Regions from separate parts of the Danio rerio genome. Here regions 2 and 3 are each linked to region 1. The links are chromatin contacts, called in public HiCAR-type and Micro-C maps. All regions are on one chromosome and are shown on one strand. The core of a region is the stretch at or near the end of the contact, and the rest is flanking DNA. Distances in the headings are between cores, read along the strand shown. Region 1 overlaps pou2f2b (POU class 2 homeobox 2b). Region 2 holds the start of cicb (capicua transcriptional repressor b). Region 3 overlaps cicb (capicua transcriptional repressor b).

The links. Hi-C and Micro-C count contacts between places; a contact is called where the count stands out from the background. HiCAR-type assays count read pairs that join an accessible place to other places.
Region 2: a contact with region 1 is called in a HiCAR-type map of caudal fin, with 13 times the contacts expected there. The contact joins the promoter of cicb here to the enhancer-like site in region 1. A contact is called at or near these places in 7 of 18 Hi-C or Micro-C datasets (caudal fin, embryo, hematopoietic stem cells and 1 more) and 2 of 4 datasets of contacts at active chromatin or transcription factors (caudal fin and embryo).
Region 3: a Micro-C map of caudal fin shows a contact between it and region 1, with 11 times the contacts expected there. The contact joins two enhancer-like sites. A contact is called at or near these places in 2 of 18 Hi-C or Micro-C datasets (caudal fin and an unstated tissue) and 2 of 4 datasets of contacts at active chromatin or transcription factors (caudal fin and embryo).

The regions. Positions count from the first base shown.
Region 1 is chr16:11,257,624-11,260,323 of GRCz12tu, forward strand. It overlaps pou2f2b (POU class 2 homeobox 2b), which reads left to right. Exons shown (of 18, transcript NM_001423213.1): 18 at 1-1,727. Among named protein-coding and RNA genes, the nearest start is that of erfl3, 36 kb to the right of the region's middle. Within about 2 kb of position 1,353, at least 51 of the 62 cell types and tissues checked have an H3K27ac peak or open chromatin away from gene starts, as enhancers often do. A contact at or near this core is called in caudal fin, where this site is marked.
Region 2 is chr16:11,415,181-11,417,880 of GRCz12tu, forward strand. cicb (capicua transcriptional repressor b) reads left to right here and starts at 1,259. Exons shown (of 21, transcript XM_005173512.6): 1 at 1,259-1,476.
Region 3 is chr16:11,440,051-11,442,750 of GRCz12tu, forward strand. All of the region lies in intron 2 of cicb (capicua transcriptional repressor b), which reads left to right. Among named protein-coding and RNA genes, the nearest start is that of cicb, 25 kb to the left of the region's middle. Within about 2 kb of position 1,266, at least 8 of the 62 cell types and tissues checked have an H3K27ac peak or open chromatin away from gene starts, as enhancers often do. A contact at or near this core is called in caudal fin, where this site is marked.

The sequences.
Region 1 (2,700 bases), core at 103-2,602:
TATTCAAGGTTATCATACCGTCAGAATCTTATACCAGCCCATGTCTAGTCATATTCCTAATCATTTCTCCCACATGCAAACAATCGCAAAAACTAGCACACTCCCGCATTGAAGAATAAAGTCAATATGAGGTATTACTCCAATCAAAGATACTGACACAGAATATGCAAGTTAGCATTTTGGAATTTGCAGTAGGCTATGAAATGGCAGCTTTTGAATACCCAGGATTAATTCTTAAGGAGGGTCATTTATAGGCAATGTCAATGTTTTGTTTACCAAGAGCTTAGAATGACCCAGGGTTAACTACTGAAAGTGTGAAAAGCCCTAAAAGTTTCATCCATACAAGTTCACTGCCTTGGCTCTTGGGAATGCTTTTTACACAGTCACTAAACACAGACTCTATCTCACACACACAGTGTACCTGTATGTGTATGTATGTAAGTGAGATAGGTGAGTAAGAGCGGTGACTGTTGTTGCTAGGTGACAAATTTTATGTCTAAAAACGCAGCGATGTTGAAGATGTATAACGGAAACTTTTCAATCCTCCGTTACCTTTCCTCTAGCTTTCGTTCTTACCGTCAGAGTCGGGCGCAGTTTCTGATACTTTAACTTAACGATGTTGATATGCAAGTTAACAGCAGCGTAAGGGAGCGTGTTCAAAGTGCAAGTCTCTCAGTGGCGTGAATCTCCAGAGAAATGATACCAAAGCAACACGCCAGTCTGAGGGCGAACACAACACACACACTCCCTAAAACCCTGCTCACAATCCTTCAGTTTGATTCGCATTGGCGTTCACTTTATAAATTAATTATTAACAATCGGAGAAGGGTTTAAAAGTACCAGAAAACATCAGTCTTAGCATCTGAAAAGGGCCTGACTGATAGAACTGCAAATATGAGTAGGCTATTTTCATCCTCATTTTTCTTTCTGGTTGTTTTATGCTAGCGTTGTATGTGCATTACTCGTAAAAAAGAAGAAGATGAAAAATATACCAGCTTCAGGCCAAAGGTGTTTAAAAGATTTTTAAGAATAGCAAAGAACTTAAACACGTCTAGTTAAACCAAAGAGCTCCACGAACAACACCTCCTCAGCTGTTTTATTTCGTCTCTGGTCACCTAGCAACCCAGTTTCTGAAGGTATAACCTCAACTATCCAAAGCAGATAATAAAGAAAATGTATATTTTTAATTGTTGATTATTTGGGGGGAATCTTCATGATGATGATGATCATACAGAAAAGACTTGGTATGTCTGTGATGATTTTTATGCTTTGACTCTCTCTCTCTCTCTCTGGATTTTTAATCTGTCCCCTAAATGTTTTCCCAGATTTAATTTCACTGCTCACTCTGTCTGTGCGTAAAAGAGCGCGCGCGGGTGCGTCACTGCTTATGTTCACGCGCGTGGACGTATTTTACACTCTTGTCAGAAATGCGGTTATTTTGGCGGTGTGAATATGTGCGTGCGTCTGTTTTGCTTGTTGATGTACCTTGTCATGTTTTTACCCTTTCCATCGTCCCTATTTCTTCTCCCTTGAGTTGAGCAGTCCTTCTTTTCTGTTCTCTGTGTCTCTCTTTTCCTCCCTATGATGACAGGTTAGCCTTTCGGTGTAATTATCTCTGAAACCAAAAAATAGTTGACAAATAACTCGCTTGTTCATTGTACAGTGTTGTTCATTTAAAGTCATTTTTGTAACTGAAAGTGTTTCACTCATCTGAATAAAAACGGTAGAGAAAAAGAGCAGTGTTTATGTTCGTGTTTATGTGCTGATGTGTAAGATGGCCGCTGGAGGGCGGCAGCCGCTGTTCTCCTTCCCGCGGTGAATCATCAGTAGAGCTTCTGCCTCCACATGGTGTCTCAACTTAGTCACCTTCTCTTCCCCTTCCTTCCTTCCTTCCTTAGCGCTCTCACAATATATCAGTTTCTCTCTTTTCTACCTCTTTTTCCACTTTTCACAGCTCTCATTTGCTCATCTGACTCATAGGACATCTGGTCTTTGCCAGACAGCTTGTCCTTTACTCATGTTCTACTCCTCTCCAATTTAGATGATTAAAAATCGCACCTTTCGAAGATTTTCATGATTTTACATCTGTTGTTGGAGGGAAAAAAACAGCTTTAAGTTAACACAAACCACAGTTTAACTTTTAGTAACTTAGCCTGGTTAATCACAATTTTTTTCTTGACATTTCAGAACATAAATGTTAGGCTACTGCTAACTCTTGATTAGGCCTCTTAGGATTTAGTGTCTGCTAGTTCACTCAAAAAAGAAAGCGATGCTATTTATTACTCACCAACAAGTCACTTCAAACCCCATTCATTTATTCATTTGTCTTTGGAATACAAAGTAGGTTACGTCTGAGCTCCCTCATCCTCTATTCACCTTATTCTCAGCTGTCGAGCGGGTGCAGCCATTTGAATCTTTTTGTCTCGCGACTTCCGGTCACATTCACTTCCATTCATTTTTTGACGTTAACAACTGCTCGTTACGCTGCTTGATGTTGCAATTGAATATTTTCTTATTATATTATGCTACTTGGTCTGTGTAGTCATGCAAACATTTGTTTGTTGAGCAAGTAGTTTGGCCATTTTCTGCCGTTTATTATTCCTAGTCATTTCTCCCATAGGCGACTGAATCGGAAGTTCTAAGACAATCGCGAAAACAGGCGCACTTCCGCATTTTAGAATAAGGTCAATAGGTGAGGAT
Region 2 (2,700 bases), core at 9-2,508, 160 kb after region 1:
AAGCGCAGTAAAAGGTACCTTGAATTTTCCCACCTCAGCGTGCACGAATGCTTCTCTGCATTGCAGCAGAACACCGACAGAGGTCGCTGGACGATGCTTAAACGTGAAAGGAGGACTGCGCTTGTGAGAGAGCTTGAATCTGTCTACAACACTGATTATGTAACGACTTCTTTGCTTCTCGAAGGAAATTCACAACGGACATTCATCCTGTGAATGTAGATGCACGCTTCAATGCGTCAGTGCTTCTGAAAGCCTTGTATATGACCAACACAAACCAACTCGCTTGGAAAGCACTATTTGCATTTCAACAACATGTTAAAAGTACACTACCTATTTTTCCAGCGTGGTTTATACAGCTCTCAGTCAGTCACTTGTGTGTTTGTCCTACTACTCATCAAGCACGGGGTTAGGCGAGTACGTCAGGCCACGCCCATTCCATCCAGCTGGTGGCAACATGCGTGATGACTTCATCGCTGAGTTTGATCATTGGCTCGTCGTCGCGACGCTTCTGGCCAATCACGCGGGGATGCGATGACGTCACCTACAAACTCCTGCAAGCGTTGCATGGACGGGGCGGGGCTCAGCGGCACATACGTTAGAGACAGTGGAATGCCGCGCGGTGATTGGCTGTCGCGCACGAGGTGAGGGGCTGTTGCTGAGAGAAAAGCGAGGCAGAGTGGAAAAAAATCGAGAGCGTCAACAGTAGTTACAAGCATAGTAGTGTGAAAGTGAATTGTTTAGTCAGAGACCCGCACGAGGGGGACGCTGAGATTAGCCGAGTGCTTTTGCTTTACTCATAAGTGAACTGAATTACTTGACAATAGCAAACAGTAAAATTCTTAATCAAATATAAAAGTTGTTTATCTCTAAAGTTAAAAAATATCTCAATCAAATAAGTTTAAAAATAAAAATGTTTATCTTGATGTCGTTTATGGGGAAACACGCACGTTTATTAAGGAGCGCAGACTCGTATCATGTTATTGGCCAGCGCTTCTTGAACACTTCCCTAGTGCCCGCCTACACCCTGTTCCTATGGTTCCCAGCGCTCTCATTGGATACTGTAACTTTTGGAGTGAGCGCCGGCTTGCTATCTAGCCTTTCTGCGATTGGCACAAAGTGCCTGTCAATCAAACGGAAGAAGCCACCGAGAAACGCCCCCGAGTTTCTGCTGTCAAATCCATAGGCTACTGTATCTGCCAGCGCGCTCTGATTGGCCAGCCGCGCCAGCTGTTAGTGGTTCATTCACCATTTTGTGAGTGTAGTGGAAAAGGGATTCATATAGTTTTTAATCCCTGCCTGAGTTGCTGTTGGGAGGGGGGCAAGGATGTTTTACGGAGGACTGATATAAAGTAAAATTCCCGACAGACAGAAGACACACATGGACGTTGCACGCCACTTCAGTCCGAAAAGAGAACACGCATCTGCAATTTGCACCGTAAATTCATCGGTTTCCTCTTAAGTATTTCTGCTGGTTTGGTAAGTAGTAACTACTCAAACGAACACTGCCGGCAAACCGTGTTTTGGGCATGACTGTTGCGTGTAAAAGACAAAACAGCTCACAAAAACATCAAGGAAGGACCTAGAGCAAAGAGAAGGGAGGGGGGTGGGGATGCAGAGTTAAACTTTGTCAAATGTTTTAAAGAGCAAGCTTTTTCGACTAGCCTAATTTAATAACTTACCCCATTCCGAACTGTTTTGCCTGAATGGCATGAGTTTGAGCAACTTGACGAGAGCAGACTGGCACTCGTGCACTGCGTTACGCACTGGCAGGATTACGCTCGAGGAAGGATTGCACTACAGTACTAGCGGAGTAATAACGTCACGGCACCAATGCAAAAACAAACAAATTAATACTTCATTATTAAACGGATTAACCACACGCGCTGTCGTTCTCGGACGTCTCATAAAGGTGGATCACTCGCAACTTTTGCTGCATGCATGTACGTCCTCATATTGACACGGGCAACCTTTGCGTTGTGTTTTTGCACGTCAGCGCGACTGTATTTGTGCACGCTTTAAAGCTTTCTTTTACTATTTTTCAAGACGTTTCTTGTTTGATCTAGCTTGTGTGAGAGTCCTTGGCATAGTACTACTCCTGTGACATTGCGAAGCGAGTATAGTACTACCACCGGCGGCTGCCGTGCGCATTCTTCTGACGGTACGCTTTTGATTGTTGTGCATCATTTCAGGGGCTCATACATGTATTTATGGTAGTATTTAAAAAAAACCTTTAATTAATATTTTAATGAATGCTTTAAAAGTATCATTCAGTTCTCACAGGCCTCCTTGATTGAGGGGTTTTCATGGTACACACACACACTCTTGATGTTTTTTTTTTTTTTAAAGAGTGTCTTCATGATGATGGCTGCATTAACACCAATCCGTCAATTCATTCTTCATCAGGTTATGTGTGCCACTTTGCACGCTTAGCAATGGAAGGTGTGTGCCACCGAGGACCTTTGCTCCTTTGAGTCATGGTGGAGAAGCGAGAGATTTGCTGACTGGTGATGGTGGTGGTGCTGGATGTTGTTTTGGGCAGCTTCGCTTCTACGTCACACCCTACATGTACTGCTTCAGCATCCATATGGCGCAAGCTTTGGTACTCAAGCTTATCTCCTGATTTCAAAGTGCTTGAACTCAGGAGCATGGCATGCGTCTCCGATGCCCCTTGTTGTGCGCTCGTCTCTTGAGTTTCTCCAG
Region 3 (2,700 bases), core at 16-2,515, 180 kb after region 1:
TTTGTTTGATAAACTCCAGATTCGGCTTCAGTACTGACTAACCTAATGTATCTGCACAAATATAATATTGTATAGCTTCCTATGGAAAATATTCATTTCAGTAAGACAATTGTGGGGGGTGTACTCATATATGCTGAGCACTGTATGTGTGTGTGTGTGTGTGTGTGTGTGTGTTTCAGTGGTTTTAGACTAAAAATGTTTGTTTTAGACTGAATGTCATTGCCGTTATTGTACATTATCTAAAGAAATCCTAAAAATAAATGCAACCGATTGATTTGGAGGTCATGCAAGAAGTTTTACAGTAGAAAAAGAATTGTACGGTGCAAAGATTCAATAGTGTGCTCATGACAGTGCTGAATATCACACGGCATACATCTGAACGCAGTGATTACACTGTTTTAGAAGACAAAAAGAAACACTGCCAAACTGTCACGAACACAAATAATAATACAGAAAGTATCTTTATATCAATGCATTTGAATTACTGCAATCATCATGTTTATGTTGGCAGTTTTGAACTGATAAGAAAAACTGTTTGTTCTTGCTTCTGAATTTCTCTTCAACTCATCACTATAATTACACGTTTCATGGACTGTGTTTTTGTTATTTTGGGCTATAGTGTATTTCGATATGGCGTTTGCAATAGGTCTCTGCCTCAGTAGTGCGTGGGACATGATCTCTTCTGTTTATGTGCAGTTTTGAGTCGCCATCTGTCGTATAGTCCAACTCTGCAATGTTTATCTCTTATATGGCAGAATGGTGTCTCCCTTTTCATCATCGCTATATTTATTTTTATTTATATATATTTATATATTTTTTCCCTTTCAACCACTTAATTGTGTCAGTCTTCTCTAATCTTTTTCCTCACCTATTTGTCGCTCTCTGTCTTTCCCCCCCTCTCTCTCTCTCTCTGGTGCAGTGCAGATTCTCTGTTCCTTCCCCAATCATAGAGCATTCCCGGGAATGCCAGCTATTCCCTTTTGAAGATGATTACCCTATGATAACACAAACATGTATATAGTTAAATATAACTACAGCAAAGATATACAGCATGTTACATAGTGTAGTGTATTGGTTGTTATTCATATTAAATCCTTTAAGTTTCAGTGTATTTTTGATTTCTGTTATATCTCAGGGAAGATCACAGGATCTAAAAATGGGTTCTCGTAAGACTCTTGCACATACATTTCACATAAAAGCTCCGTCTCTGGCTGTAATCTCTCCTTCACTCAATTCGGAGTCTGCCAGGGCTGTGATCACTTTCACATTTTTTCATAGGGCAGTGCTGCCCTCATGTGAGGAGCTTGTGGCATTACATACACTCAGGAGATTTACCTGAATGCAGTTTCATAACAATTTTTTTTTTTTTTATCTTTGGTGTATTTTTATTGAGCTACACACTAGAGCAGTGGTGAAACATAAGTGTAGAGGTGCTGCAAATGCACTAATCAAGCATGATACGAGCAATTCCATGCAAATGTCAACCTTGTTTTCGCCAAACTAGCGAAACTGTTTGTTTTTTTGTGCAAGCGTGTATTTTACAGTACTGTAAAAATACTCAAAAATGTATGTGTCTGCCTTTTCAAACAAGTATATTTGATTTACCAAAGTTACACGAGTCAATATGGTATCACATTTATAAAAATCTTTTCCCCTGATAAATGTAAAATAAAATAAAATCAGTCATTTTTGTTTTATTGAACCAACTCTTATCCTTTTAATTAGCATTATTTCTTTCTTTTTTTTTTCTAAAAAGTATGTTGTTTACTGCAAACTCCAAGACTTTTTTGGTCACATCCATAACACAGGTTTCTTTACCTGAACTAAAATCTAAAAAAATGTTTACAGATTGATATTTATGATCCCGTAACTCTGTTAATAGTTTTTTTTTATTATTATTTAAACAATAGAAAACATACAATTTAAACATAACATTCAATAAGCACAAATGTAACTAATAACAGAAAATAAAATAAAATATAATATAAATTACATTATAAAAATAAATAAAAAGACAACTTCAACTTAGAAAACTTTACAATGATGTGATGATTTAACCTACCCAATTGACAGCAAGTTTACTATTCAATTAACTTCAGCTCCTTTGCAGCTATAACTGTATCTTGACATTTCTTGCTACTAATATACTAATGCGAGTCTATATATAAATGAAAATCGATAATAGAAATCTTTAAACAAGGTTTAGAGTTCTTCAATCTACATTTATAAATATGAAATTTACCAAATAAAATCAAAAGAATCATTATAAATTCCACAGAAAAGTTGTTTAAGACCAAATCAAATTTAACATCTTTTGTCAATGTTTTGAGTCAAATTACATCTAAAACCTGATTTTTTTTATTTATTTGGAAATACAACGATAAGTCTTCCCAAAACATTTTAAAAAAGATGAACTAAAGACTCTAAACAGAATAAGCAATTTCCATCAGTCTGCATAATTTAGATAATGTATAATTGCTAACATAAATGTTGTGAAGTAACTCTTAGTAGTTTTTTTATTTTTTATTATCGTTTAAAGAACAACATTTAGAACAATACCAAAAGAAATGGAAAATAAAAATAAATTAATAAAAATGTCAGGGGTGTACAGAACAAAACATATATAAAACAATGTGTAAGTATACATACTAACAGAGAAGGACCTTGTGAGATTACAAGATCTTAAAGCTTTCAAGTAAA